Linked DNA regions of Rattus norvegicus: region 2 is linked to region 1. A link is a contact called in public Hi-C data. All regions are on one chromosome and are shown on one strand. The core of a region is the stretch at or near the end of the contact, and the rest is flanking DNA. Distances in the headings are between cores, read along the strand shown.

The links. Hi-C and Micro-C count contacts between places; a contact is called where the count stands out from the background.
Region 2: a Hi-C map of liver shows a contact between it and region 1, with 4 times the contacts expected there. The contact joins two enhancer-like sites. A contact is called at or near these places in 5 of 12 Hi-C or Micro-C datasets (the Rat2 cell line, hepatocytes, kidney and 1 more).

Annotation. Positions count from the first base shown.
Region 1 is chr6:33,311,839-33,318,864 of GRCr8, reverse strand. It overlaps LOC134479114 (a long non-coding RNA gene), which reads left to right. Exons shown (of 3, transcript XR_010052216.1): 3 at 1,140-1,698. Among named protein-coding and RNA genes, the nearest start is that of Itsn2, 21 kb to the left of the region's middle. Within about 2 kb of position 1,809, at least 4 of the 93 cell types and tissues checked have an H3K27ac peak or open chromatin away from gene starts, as enhancers often do. A contact at or near this core is called in liver, where this site is marked.
Region 2 is chr6:33,368,302-33,375,327 of GRCr8, reverse strand. It overlaps Itsn2 (intersectin 2), which reads right to left. Exons shown (of 40, transcript NM_001427104.1): 6 at 6,595-6,801; 7 at 6,383-6,479; 8 at 5,553-5,692; 9 at 4,322-4,385; 10 at 3,697-3,834; 11 at 3,212-3,297; 12 at 1,953-2,215; 13 at 922-1,071; 14 at 1-76. Among named protein-coding and RNA genes, the nearest start is that of Itsn2, 35 kb to the right of the region's middle. Within about 2 kb of position 4,072, at least 7 of the 93 cell types and tissues checked have an H3K27ac peak or open chromatin away from gene starts, as enhancers often do. A contact at or near this core is called in liver, where this site is marked.

The sequences.
Region 1 (7,026 bases), core at 560-3,059:
ACCTTTCTGAGTCTTTCTCATTCCTAAAGGAGCCCTTCAGTCCGTGGGTGTCCTTGGCCTGTTCTAATCATACACTGAGGGGGTGTACCCACAGGACAGTCTTGTAAGGTATTTCAGGGTCAATTTGTTTGTGACCATTCTAGGGAGTCTTACGAAATTTGGACATGTAATTAAATTTATTTCCTAGGTCTATAATAATAAACCAAAGAGTCAGTATTTAAACACAGACTTTCTAAGTCAGAATATATATGGATTTCCATATGTGTTATGCTTTATAGCTAGCTCCAAATTTACAATGGTTTGATATGGGTTTTTTTTCTACTTTAAAATAGTATAATAGCCATAAACATTCAACAGAAACCATTCTTCAAGTTTTCTCTGGCTAGGTGTGTGTAATGTGGTACCACCTCACAATACAGGGCAGCAGTAAGGAACCGGCCACCCAATCCCAAGGACAAGCAGCTATCGTTCATAGTGTGCTGTGATGTTTGGAAGCTCAATCACATTAAATACATTTTTGGCATGACATAGCCAAATTGTAAATCCAGGACTGTTTGTATCATCTAAGTTGTCACCCGTGAAAGAGAGTTTGGATCCTGGATCCCTGAATATTTATTTCAAGTTTCGCAGGATTTCAAGACTAAGGTCTGTATAGAGATTGTCCCCCAGGTCCTTAGCCCTCTGGGCTGAGCTTCAATTATATTCTGAGGAAGAACAGTCAATCAAACCAGAGAAAAGAACACTTTCTCCTTCAACCCTAGCAGGACTGTCTCTTTGCCCCTTCTACAGTAGGTCTTGACCTCTGCTGTCCTTGCTAGGCCTGACTACCCCACAACAGCAGGAGTCTTGCTAAGTCAGTTTTATCTGATCCAGTTCTTTATCCTCCAGCCCTGTGTTTAAGTCCTATCAAATCCATTTAGTAAAATAACCAAAATCTGGGCATGGTGGTACACACCAGAGACTGACACCAGAGGCTGACAAAGGCAGAGCTCTGTGAGCTTGAGGCCACCTTGCTCCATATAATGAGTTACAGGACAGCAAGGGCTAATTGTAGGTAGAACCCATCTCTAACCCACCGCCAAAATAACTCCCTGTCTTTTCTTAGTAATTCTTCAAATTTTCTATTCCTTCCTTCTCAGAGGCTGCCAATGCCGACCTGTCTTTGCCGTGCTCAAAATTAAGGTGGACTGGGGCTGGAGAGAAGGCTCAGCGGTTAAGAGCACCCGACTGCTCTTCCAGAGGTCCTGAGTTCAATTCCCAGCAACCACATGGTGGCTCACAACCATCTGTAAAGAGATCCAATGTCCTCTTCTGGTGTATCTGATGACAGCTACAGTGTACTTATATATAATAAATGAATAAATCTTTAAAAAAAGGGTTGGGGATTTAGCTCAGTGGCAGAGCGCTTGCCTAGCAAATGCAAGGCCCTGGGTTCGGTCCCCAGCTCCGAAAAAAAGAAAAAGAAAAAAAAAATTCTAAAAATTAAGGTGGATTACTTTACCCACTGCAAGACTGTAGTAGTCCTTCAGAATAAAATTTACCATTTTTTAAAACAAGTGTTGGAAGATTTTATTTTAAGAATCCTTAACAAATCCAATCCAGGTTACCACAAAAGACCAACTTAAGTAAGGGCCGGCCAGAAAGGACATTACAGCTAAGCAAAAGCTTTTTACCGCTTAGCACCTTCCATTCTTAGCTCCACCCTTAGCGATAAAACCTTCAGGGCGTCCTTGACCTGTACAGGGCACCTCCCTTTCCCTCGTCCACCCCGCTCCGCGCCCCCCCGCCCCCGCCCCCCCGCACAGCAGGGGAGCTTGTGTAAGTCAATCCTTTTACTCCCCCTAGAGGTCAGACAGTGCACAGAACCAACTGTGTGGCTTCTTGTTGCTGTTTTGCAGTTAAAAACAAACCAAAAAACAAAAAACAAAAAACAAAAAAACCGGGGTTTCCGTTTTCTGTCTCCAGGAAACTTAGCAAAGAATTAGAAATGGCCGGTCTTTGAGCAGCTGTTTTCTCCGTTCTTGCTTACACGGGCAGTCAAGCTGTTTTGAACTAGCCTTTGATGTTATACCCAGGGAGCCAGTGAACTCCGACAGAATTTTCTGTCAAGTAAAAAAGAAAAACAACAAAACAACAAACCCAAAAAAACAAAAAAACAAGTGTTTCTCCTAGTGTGTTCGGCGTACCACCTGCAGAAAATATCCTGCTGTGTTTATTTGAATTGAAGATTTCTGCCCAAGAACCTTGGGAGTAATACATATTAAGGCATGAGAACCACTTAAAGACATTATTCCAAACCATATCTCATTTAAAACTGTGCAGGTCATGCTGTAATCAAACCTATTAGACAGGATTTTATCCACAATAAAGCCCGGTACACCTGCCAGTCTTTATCCCTAAACACAGATCTTTCACCCTGACCGCAAACCTAACATCCTTCTCTGTTCAACCTAGAACCCTGATTAAGGTTTTGAATAACCGGCCTCCCTTATCTGCCTTATTTTATTCTGTCAGATATTACTCTCAAATGGGTTGATTGAACTAACTCCAGTCTCTTAGTGATTCCTGGAAGCCAATGAAAATAGTTCCTTTTTTTTTTTTTTTTTTAAGAAAACGAGGTTCATGCCGAGCATGGTGTTGCACTCCTTTGTTTCCAGTACTCAGGAGGCAGAGGCAGGCAGATCTCAGAGTTCAAGGCCGGCCTGGTTTACAGAGCAAGTTCCAGGACAGCCAATACTGCACAGAGAAACCCTGTCTCTGACAAAACAAAACAAAATAAAACAAATAGGTAAGTAAATTAAAAGTAAATATTTAAAATATTTATATTTTATTTTGTATGTATGGGTGTTTTGTGTGTGTGTGTGTGTGTGTCTGTGCACCACGTGTATGCAGTGCCCACAGAGGTCAGAGAGTTGTTAGGTCCCCTGGAACTGGAGTTGCAAATTTATTTAGCTGCCATGTGGGTGCTAGGAGTAGAAACCAGGTCATCTGCTCTTAACTATTGAGCCATTTCTCCCACCCTAGTGGTCCCTTCTTTAAAAGTATGCAAAGTTGAACCAGCTGTACACAAATACCATCACATAAATATCTTCAGTGTAAGTTCTCTTTGGAATTATGTTTAAACTACCCATTCAAAGAACTCATTCCCAAACCTTCTGGTTTGGTAGATTTTGATTGGCATGAGAAACCTAATATTTTACCAAACATTTCAACTTGATGATTCTGATTGGTTTTTGCTGGTTTTTTTTTTTTTTAATTGTTTAAGGTAGGGTCCCTTTGGCTTCGAGCACAAGGATGACCTTGAATTCTCATTCTCCCACTTCTTCTTCTGCTGCAATTACAAGGCTGTGTCACCACACCAGGTTTATGGGGTGAGGAGGGAACCCAGGGCTTGGTACACACCAGGCAAATGCTCTACCAAGTAAGTTCCATTCCAAATCTCTTTGATGGCATCTTAATAAATAATGTCTTATATGCCAGACTATCCCAACAAGAACAATGCTTATAGAATGCTGTAAACCGAGTCTATGCAGAATTTGAAATTTTAAGTCTTTGACGTTAATCTGAAGAAAGACAATAGATTTAGACTGGTATATAAGTGACACAGTGGTCATAATTTCACACTCTTTCTCTTGTTGTTTTTATCATTTATTCTTCTTTCTTATATGACATCCTGACCACAATTTCCCCTTCCTAATCTCCTCTCAGTCCACCCCCCTCCCACCTTCCACCTCCCATGTCCTCTCACTACCTTCTGTCTCCCACAGATCCATTCCTGTTCCCTTCAGAAAAGAGCAAATCTCCCAGGGATATCAACCAAGCATGCCATTACAAGTTACAATATGACTATTGTATGTGCCCATACCCTTATATGAAGGCCAGACGAGGCAATTCGGTGCGGCGAAACAAAGATGGCACCGACATCCAGCCTTGTCTGGATGTCGACAACTTACTGAGCATGTGCAGGCTTGTCCCCTTGCTAGGGCTCCCTCTAGTGGTGAACAGCGGTACTGCACATGTGCGGTTTATGCACCAGGTGTCAGTTGACCATTAATATGCTAATGAGGTGATTCATTCTCCGCCAATCCCTGGAGGACAAGTAGTGGGGTGATCCATGCCCCACCAATCCCTGAGAGATAATTAGCATACTGTTGTGTATATAAGTCGAGCGACTTTGCTGCTCGGGGTCCCTGTTCAAGAGAGCTGTAACACTAAGAGAGCTGTAACACTAAGAAGAGCTGTAACACAGTAAAGGCTTGTTCACAGAAGAATCCTGTTGCCTCACGTCGTTCTTGCTGGCAGGACATTGGACTCTCGACAGCAATTCAGTAGGAAGATCCCTGAAATGGGCAAAGGAGTCAGAGACAGCCCCACTCTCACTGTTAAGAGTCCCACAAAACACTAAGCTACACAACCATAGCGTGTATGCAGAGGACCTAGGTAAGATCTGTACAGACTCCCTGATTGCCAGTTCAATCTCTGCGAGCCCCTCTGAGCCCTGGTTAATTGATTATATGGGCTCCTTGACCCCTCTGGCTCCTACAGTTCTTCCTTACTCTCTTCTGAGGGATTACTGAGCTCTGCCGAATGTTTGGCTGTGGGACTTTACGTATGCTTCTATCAGTTGCTGGATGAAGCCTCTCTGATGACGATTATGCTAGGCTCTGGTCTGCCAGTGTAGTAGATCATTAGGATCATTTCATTGACATTTTATTTTATTTTGTCAGTCAATGTTTGGGTCTATTGTAGGTCTCTTGTCTCTCCACACTCTGGTTTCTAGGCCTCCAGGCAGTGTCTGGCATGGGCTCCCTCTCTTGGTGTGGATCTCTAGTTGGACCAGTCATTAGTTTGTGCGTGTAATTTTAAATCCACACTTGTTCCAGCCAGGCTCTGGGACTAACAGCCGACCACCTGCCTTATATTCAGCCCCCTCCACTAGCTAACACTTTTCCCACAATCTACACAGACCACTCACTTCTGTGGCCATCAATGACTGACCCACAGCTGTGCCCTTTCTCTTGCCCACCTGAATCATTGTGAATGGAAAACACCAGACAATCTTAATATTTAAAATCGGCCAGATGTCACAACTGCTGGCCTCAGAATCTATTTTCCTAAACTCATCTGCTATTCTATGTTGGAATAGCTTTGCTGGAATAGTTCTATGTGGGCAGCAGAGGCTGCCACCAGGTCTAATAGCCCCCAGGCCTATACGGTGTCCTTCGTCTCTGCCTACAGCCTGGCCAAGAAAGCCCTTTCACTATATCATGTCCTCCTCTTCCTCTCTGGAAACTGGAAAACCCGCCTCCATATCTTCACCCGGCAATTAGCTTCTGCCTTCTTTATTTAGCCAACCAAACAATTAGGGAACATTTGTTGGCCACTCCCACAAATTCTACAATACCTTTACCTCACATTTTGCAGGCAGGACAAATTGTAGGTTCAATGTTTTGTGACTGAGTTGGTGTGATGGTTTGTTAATGCTTGGCCCAGGGTGTGGCACTATTAGGAGGTGTAGCCTTGTTGGAGTAGGTGTGTCACTTTGAGCATGGGCTTAAGACTCTTATCCTAACTGCCTGGAAGTCAGTCTTCCACTAGCAGCCTTCAGATGAAGATGTAGAACTCAGCTCCTCCTGCACCATGCCTGCCTGGATGCTGCCAAGTTCCCACCTTGGTGATAATGAACTGAACTCTGAACCTGTAAGTCAGCCCCAATTAAATGTTGTCCTTGACTTGTCTTGGTCATGGTGTCTGCTCACAGCAGTAAAACCCTAAGACAGTTGGTATCCAATCCCTCCATTGGAAGCCTTGCCTGGTTACAGAAGATGCCTGGTTCAGACTTCTATCCTCATTACTAGTAATCTTGGCAAGGTTTACCATCTTAGATTCCAGGGAGTTCCCATTGTACTAGGTTTCTACCTCAAGTCCCCAATATCCCCCAATTCCAGTTGTTTCTCCCAGTACTCTCTCCCTCCATTCTCCTCAAACACCTGATCCCCTGTTCCCAAGTTCACCCACAAAATCTATTTACCCTTCCCATGGAGATCCTTGTATCCTCCCTTGAGCCCTCCTTGTTACTTAGCCTCTCCGTGTCTGTAATTGTAGTATGATTATCTTTTATAATTAATACCCATTTATAAGTAAGTTCATACCATACTTGTCTTTCTGGGTCTGGTTTGCCTCACCCAGGATGATTTTTCTCTAGTTCCATTTATTTGCCTGCAACTTTCATGATGCCATTTTTTTTTAAACAACTGAGTAATACTCCATTGTGTAAGTGTACCACATTTTCTTTATCCATTCTTCAGTTGAGGGACATCTAGGTTGTTTCCAGTTTCTGGCTGTTATAAAGCTGTTATGATCAGAGTTGAGCAACTGTCCTGTGGTAGGATGGACCGTCCGTATATGCTCAGAGTGGTACAGCAGGATCTTGAGGTAGATCGATTCCCAGTTTTCTGAGAAACTGCCATATCGATTTCCAAAGTACAAGTTTGAACTTCCGCCAGCAACGGAGGAGTGTTCTCTTCCTCCACATCCTCATCAGCATGAGCTGTCACTTGCGTTTTTGATCTTGGTCATTCTGACAAGTATAAAACGGAATCTCACAGTCGTTTTGATTTGCATTTCCCTGAAGGCTAATGATGTTGAACATTTGTTTAGTTCTTCACCATTTGAGATTCCTCTGTTGAGATTCTTCTGTTTAGCTCTGTACCCCATTTTTTAATTGGGTTATTTGGTTTGTTGATGCCTAGTTTCTTGAGTTCTTTATATATTTGTGACATCAGCCCTCTGTGAAATGTGGATCTGGTGAAAATATTTTCCCATTCTGTAGGCTGCTGTTTTCTCCTGTTGGTGGTGTCCTTATCCTTACAGAAGCTTTTCAGTTTCATGAGACCCCATTTATTAACTGTTAATTTTAGTGCCTACAAGATTGGTGTTCTATTCAGAAAGTCGTCTCCCGTGCCAATGTGTTCAAGGCTATTTCTCTCCCATCAGGTTTGGTGTATCTAGTTTTATGTTGAGGTC
Region 2 (7,026 bases), core at 2,823-5,322, 54 kb before region 1:
CTAGCTCAGTCTTTTGTGTTTGCTTTCTGATTCGGACATCTTGTAGTCTGCCTGAGATCTGCTGATGTTTTCCATTCTGCCGGAAGATAATATACATACGTACAGTATATAGGTGTGAACACCTATAGGACAGGTCCCCCTCAGGAGAGAAGTATTCTTATTTAGTTAAGTTTCATTTTACATTTATAATTCAAAGTCAGTCTGAGGAGAAGGTCAAAGAACAATCTGTGGGAATCAGTCTTATCCTTGCACTACGGGTCCTCGAGACTGACCTCACTTGCCAGGTGTGGCATTCACCTGTGAGCCACCAATCAGTCCACCTTCTCCCATTTACAAAAAAAAACCCCATCAAAATGATGGTTTGAGACACTCCTATAGCACACAGAAGCTAAAGTTGTAGCACTGTGACGTGATTAATAATCATGGTATGTATACAAATTTATTTAAAGCCATAAAACAGCATCTTTCTGACTAAAGTTATTATGATGCTTTATTTTTAAAAATAATTTCAATGCAATTCAAGATAACCAAAAAAAAAAAAAACCAAAAAAAAACAAAAACAAAAACAAAAACCCCAAAACAAAACAATAGGCTTCCACTGCACAGAATCTACATCTGGGATAGTGCATAGGGAAACGTCCACCATGCAGAATCCTGCCATTCTAGCAAGGCTAGGCTTAGAGAGTCTAGACTGTTTTATCCTCTCCTCTTACATTTCAAAGAACTTGACCCACTCACATTTGATGTCTAAGAATCAGTTAAGTAGAGTGACTAATTAGTGTTTCTGACCGAAAACATCTAGGTAAGCAGCTTGGTGGTTTCTGTTTTCCTGCTTAGCAATCAAACCCTTGTGATCCAAGCACACCCTGGACAGGAAATGCCAGCATTGTGAGATCAGGTTCACAAAAACTCTAGGCGTACCACTGCTTCCAGTTCAAGGTGGAGACTTTTCTTTTTAGAATTCAGCCTGACAATTTCCTCTTGTTCTCTATTCTTTTGATTGAGAAGCTCCTGTCGACGGATTCTTTCCCATTCTAAACGCCGTTGTCTTTCAAGCTCCTGTTTTGCTGCCTAAATAAAATTAACAAATTACTGTTAACATTTAAATTTATGAAACTCTGCGTTATTCAAAGTCTCATGGGATGACAGCATTTCGGAGTGGATGGCCACACTGCCTAAAGTAAGTAGAGGTAGTTTCCCAATGCACCTAAGCATAGCCACAGAGGTAGCTTTTATTCATCACTTCTAATTGCTTCACAGAACCATCTTTTTGTTAGATAGTCATTCCTCTTTTAAAAAGTCAAAGGAATTAGAGCGCTGGCCTAGGAAGCGCAAGGCCCTGGGTTCGGTCCCCAGCTCCAAAAAAAAAGAACCAAAAAAAAAAAAAAAAAAAAAAAGTCAAAGGAAGGCTTCATAAGTATAAAAAACAAGAGAAATACTTATACCTTTATTCTGGTATCAGAGGAGAAACGATTTCATTTATAACTTTTCAGAACGCTGTAATTTACTGACTTCCATTCCTGGCCCTTAACAACAGTGTTTCTTGGAACCCTAGGCTGACTTCTTGACTCACCTTTGTGTCTTCACCTCCCTAAAGTTTGAGTCTGGTCCTTCGATTCTTCACAGTTTGATTGTGAATTCTAAGACTGCCTTCACCCAGTGACCTCGTCTGCCTGACTTTCTGATGTCCACTAACTGTAGCTCTTGGCTTAGCTCAGCTGTGCAAACAGTCCTCTGACTGGGGCCTCACTTACACATGATCCAGGTTTCCACAACTCTGCCATGAAGCCCTTCCTGTCCTTATACACAGAGATCCATTCTCTTTCCCTCATCAAGGGAAAGGAGATGCAGCTCTGTTCAGGGTAAAGAACAGTGACATGATTTAGATGGGAAAGCACAGCACCACGTCAGCATATTCTTACTAAACGCTGCGTACTCAGTCAGAAAATTACCTCTCGTCTTTCTATCTCTTTTCTCCTCTCTTCCTCCCTCTGTCGCTCCAGTTCCCTTTGTTTCTCCAAGCGTTTCTCCAACTCCAGCTGCTTTTTCCATTCTTGCTCTTGTAGTTCTCTCTGTTTTCGCTCCCACTCTTCCTTTTCTTTCTGGGCTTTGCGCTCAGCCTCCCTTTGCTGCTGCTCCATCAACACTTGGCGTCGCTTCTCCAGCTCCATGTTTCCTCGTTCATAGTTGGCTTTCCGTTTGTCCTCAAAAGTAACTAAAAAGGAGAGGGAGCGGGGAGGGGGGACTATGCTTTGTCTCAAGCCTACAGCCTCTCATCTAGTTTAACGCACTCTGCTTAGTAGTCGCCTAGGAGGTCTTTTGCTCTTGCTCTCAGATACTTCTAACTCACATGGAAATAGGAAAGTACTTCCTGTAAAATACTCACTTAAAACTCCAATTTTCTACATCTAACTCTATTCAAACACCAATAAAATACTGGTTTGCCTTTTCTCAGTGCTTTCTTCAAGTAACCATGGTTGTGTTTCCTCTGCATACACACACACACACACACACACACACACACACACACACACACATTAACTTTCTGAAGAAGGTGGTTTTTGGTTTGGTTTGGTTTATAGTGCTGGAGATTAAACTTAGTATGAGCTAAACATTCTACTATTGAGCTATAATTCCAGTCTTTTTACTACCTTTTAAATAATTTAAAATAATCATATGTGCATTCTTTCAATGAATATTTAAAACTTTTTCATTAAAATTTTTCATTAAAAATTTTACGAACCTTGATCTGATTCTACCCAATGTGGAAAAAACACTAACTTTTCAAATATATACATGCTCCCTCTCTTCCTTCATCATTTTTAGTTTTATTCTTCATTGAGATATACAAGTAATTTAAAACATCCCAACGAGCTGGTGATGTTACGTAAGTGTATGTGTTCAATCCCCAGTAATACAGGTGCACGCATGCGCGCACACACATGGACATAGACACAAATGTCACCCATTCACTATTTTCATGTAGCATATAATTTTTTTTTTTTTGGTTCTTTTTTTCGGAGCTGGGGACCGAACCCAGGGCCTTGCGCTTCCTAGGCAAGCGCTCTACCACTGAGCTAAATCCCCAGCCCCGCATATAATTTTTAAGTCTATAAATACTCTAAATATTTGTTTGTACTTCAAAAGTAAAATTTAAAGAAATTACGATTGTGATTTTAAAATAAATTAATTAAAAGTATAAAATTATCACCTGGCAATTTCTTCTGCGGTTCCTCTTCCTGTGTTTTCTGATATGAAGGCAGAGTTCCATTAATGGAGTCAATCTGCTTCCCTCCTCTAAGAAGGACACACAACAAAGAGCATCATAAAGCCTGAGAATTTTCAGATAAAAAATGCAGATCACCAACAATTAAAACAAGTCCATATTTAAGATACAGTAGCAAGGATATTTACACCACAGCATGCCTTTAGTCACAATATACAAAGTACTAGGATATTAATCAGAGAGATCCAGTGTGGGCGAGTTTTTCTTAATCTTTTCAGTTAAACTTTTCTCTTTTATAGCATAGGGAGAACAACCCCTCTGTTATCTACTTCCCAGCGTGACTCACACAGTATAAGACCGAAGGGCAGAGCAAACCTGTGACTCTCCTCTAAACTGAAGCACAGGCTCCAGAGAGGTAAAAAAACAACACCTAAGTGACTGAAGCAAACCACGGCTCTGCAGACACGCACCTGAAAGATGGAGGGACGAGCTCAGGAGGCAACGTGAGTGGTAGCGGCTGTCCAGCTTTGGCCATGTCAGTGAGGTGCATCGCCAGAATAAACTCTTCAGCTTTCAACTGTCCGTCACCATCAATGTCAGCCAGAGTCCTAAAGGCAACATGACCAATCACAAGTTACAAAGTCTACTTAGAGTTTTTACTGACTTTTATTTTTATGAAGAACGACATGATAAATTCTAGATTAATATATTTTAGGAAAACGTAAATACATACCAAAAAAAGTCAACTTTTACTCTTAATTTTCATAGTCCAAAAGAAAGAGAAGACAGTGAATCATCATAGCAAATGCTCCTTCTGGGAGGGTGGTTTATGACATTTCATGTTGCAATCTCTGGATTGCAACATAAGTCAATAAAGAAAGCTACACTGTTGCTTATAAAATCAAGGTTAAGTTCCAAGCATGTACACTTTCCTGCTGAATGTAACTTCCAAATGCTCACTTTTATGGAACATTCTGGCATAACAAATTTTTATAGAAACAATGATTTTATGTTTGTTCTTTCAGAAGCCATCTTCCAGAGCGGCTTTTTATGATAGACTGTATATAATTTGAAATCACTGATGGGTACACTCACCAAATAGTGGCTAGCTGAGTTTGAGAAAGATTTGATTGAAGAAGGGCATTTCTAGCTTGAAAACCTGATTGAGAAAAGCATAAAAAGAAACAACTTTAGTTTGTTAAGTCTTGCAGATAATGTTGCTGCTTCCTTGGAACATTTACCATCAAAATGTTTGTGCCAGGGGCCAAGCAGGGGGTATCCAACAGTAATCAAACACAGTCCTGCTCCAGAGTGCAGAGTGGGAGAGTTCCTACATGATCTTCCAGCAGGAAAGCACCACTCAGCTCTGAGAGCAAGGGCAAGCCTCAGGCCAGTGGCCTCCTACACTCCCCCTTCCTTCAGGCTCTCCATTCGTTCTTTTGTCCTCACTGTCTCTCTTCCTACATGATCCTCAGAGGCTGCCATTCCTCCTGGGACCCCTGAGGACACTTTTCTCTCTGTTTTCAAAAGCACCTAAAGCCTAGTACCCCGCATCTGCAGTCCAGACCTCACCTCTATATTCAGACTCCTATGTCTAACCAAACACCTACATAGATGCTTCACAGGCATCTCAAAAAAAATCCTGTCTCTATCATGTCCCTCTCTCCAATGTCTCTCCAATTGTTCTCTTCCTTATGACTTGCGTTACTGTCCACAGCATGACCAGACAGCAATCACCAAGTCTTTCCTGACCCCTTTTCCTTTATCCAGCATGCACTTTGCCCTATGTGAGAGTTATTTTTTGTGGGAATGTGAAAGTTAGGAGGGGGAACATACTTGCCTATTACAAACATATATCTCGTATATAACCATATAACATTTCATCATCCTCTGTAAGTTTATATAATATTCTAAACTGAACTGAAATGTTCTACAGACACTCAAGTTAAAGCGTAGAGAGTGCGTCATGAAAAGGCAAGCGGAGAAAATGTGCTTTCTCTCAAAGAGAACCAAGGCTAGTTGCTACCACTACCACACGTGTGCTTTGGGGTTTTCACTCACTTCAAAGCTTATAAGATTTCTGAGAGATGCTTTTCTGAAAAGTGGGGTATACACCCCTTGCATTTAACTTGGCATAAGAATTTGAAGAAAGCAATCAAGTCAAATATATCTTTCAATAATTATATACTCACAATATTCTTATGTATGTAATGCCTTCAATGTTAGAACTTTAGATAAGGCACAAAGTACAAATTCAAGTAACAGTTTTCAAAGGAAGTTCACATAAACGACCAATGTTCTGTCATAACCACTATCTGCCAGTTACCTGAGAGGTATCCACTCATGCTTTTGTCTAGACTATTAAATTTTTGCCGATACTTTAATCTTGAAGGCTGAGGAACTGCCCACTCTGAGGTCCCAGTCTTAGGTGAGTTCCCTGAGAGGGAAGCAGTTGAGGAAGTTGAGCTATAATGAAATGTATTTAAAACTTTGTTACTAAATAATACTAAATAATAAAATACAATGAAACTTTATAAGCCAAAGACGTTAGGAATCAATATACAATATAATGGCAATAGACACATACAATTCCACCTATTAAGAACCTACAACTCCAGGCATTTTACTGGCCAGGGCATTTATAGATGGCATTTCTTATCTTCCACATACACTTAAAAGACATTGTCTACATTTCTTAATTGGTCAAACTGTGGTTCAGTGATGTTAAGAAAAAAGTCACAAAAATCAATGGTTATTTAAGCTATAGTACAATATTTTTCTAAGGAAAAGATAACTCTTTTTAAACAATTTTTGAAGAACTATGATGATTTCTATGGTAGGTAATAAATACTTTTGTGTTCTATAAAATTAAAATATACAACTTTATCCAGATGTTGTGGTGCATACCTTTAATCCCAGCACTTGGGGAGGCAGATGCAAAGCCAGCCTAGTGTACAAAGCAAGTTCTAGGACAGCCAGGGCTATACAAAGAAACCCCTCCAACAGCAACAACAAAGAAAGCAGCAGCAACAACAAAGAAAGCTTGTGTTAAATATTTGTACTTGTTCATTACAAAGAACAACCTAGATAGCCCAGGGCTTATTAGATTAATATCCACACTGAAAGCAGACAGAGCTGTGTGTTAAGTCTTCATACCTACTAGATCCTAGATCAATCAGAGACTGGGCCTTCTGGATACTAGCACCACCAAATCCTCCCATCATCAGGCTGTAAGATGATGCATGAGGCAATGCTGGGGGCAGAGAGAAGAGGGAAACGGTCTGTACGAGGCAGTTCCACAAAGGAGGACATCTCTGAACAACAAACAGCGGTTTCTTCTTCACATCTCTGACTTACTGGACACTTACTTGAAGAAGAATAAGGAATGGATAAAGGCTGAATGAGACTGGCAGTTCCATTTGGTAATGAAGATGTACTAACAGAAGGCACTAGGGGAGCAGGCATCATTAGGGGAGGAATACTGGTCCCTGAAGTAGCAGAAGACAAGGGTGCTGTTATAGGTGCCACTGGAGGCAATGGCTGATGAATGGACAGATTGGGCATGCTTCCCATCCCTGAAGATAAAAGAGAACACATTTTCCAATGGTATTTTCAACAATAAAATACACCCCCAAAAATTACAGCACAAAAAGCACCCTCAATTTTGCAGAATTAGCTTGGTAAATTATCCTGAAAGTATCCCAGAAAGCAGATTTGAGTGTGAAGTGAGGGTGATAAGCTACTGCTTGAACATTAATGTCTGTCATGTGTGAAGTATAAGCAGGTCTTTCCTTTTTCTT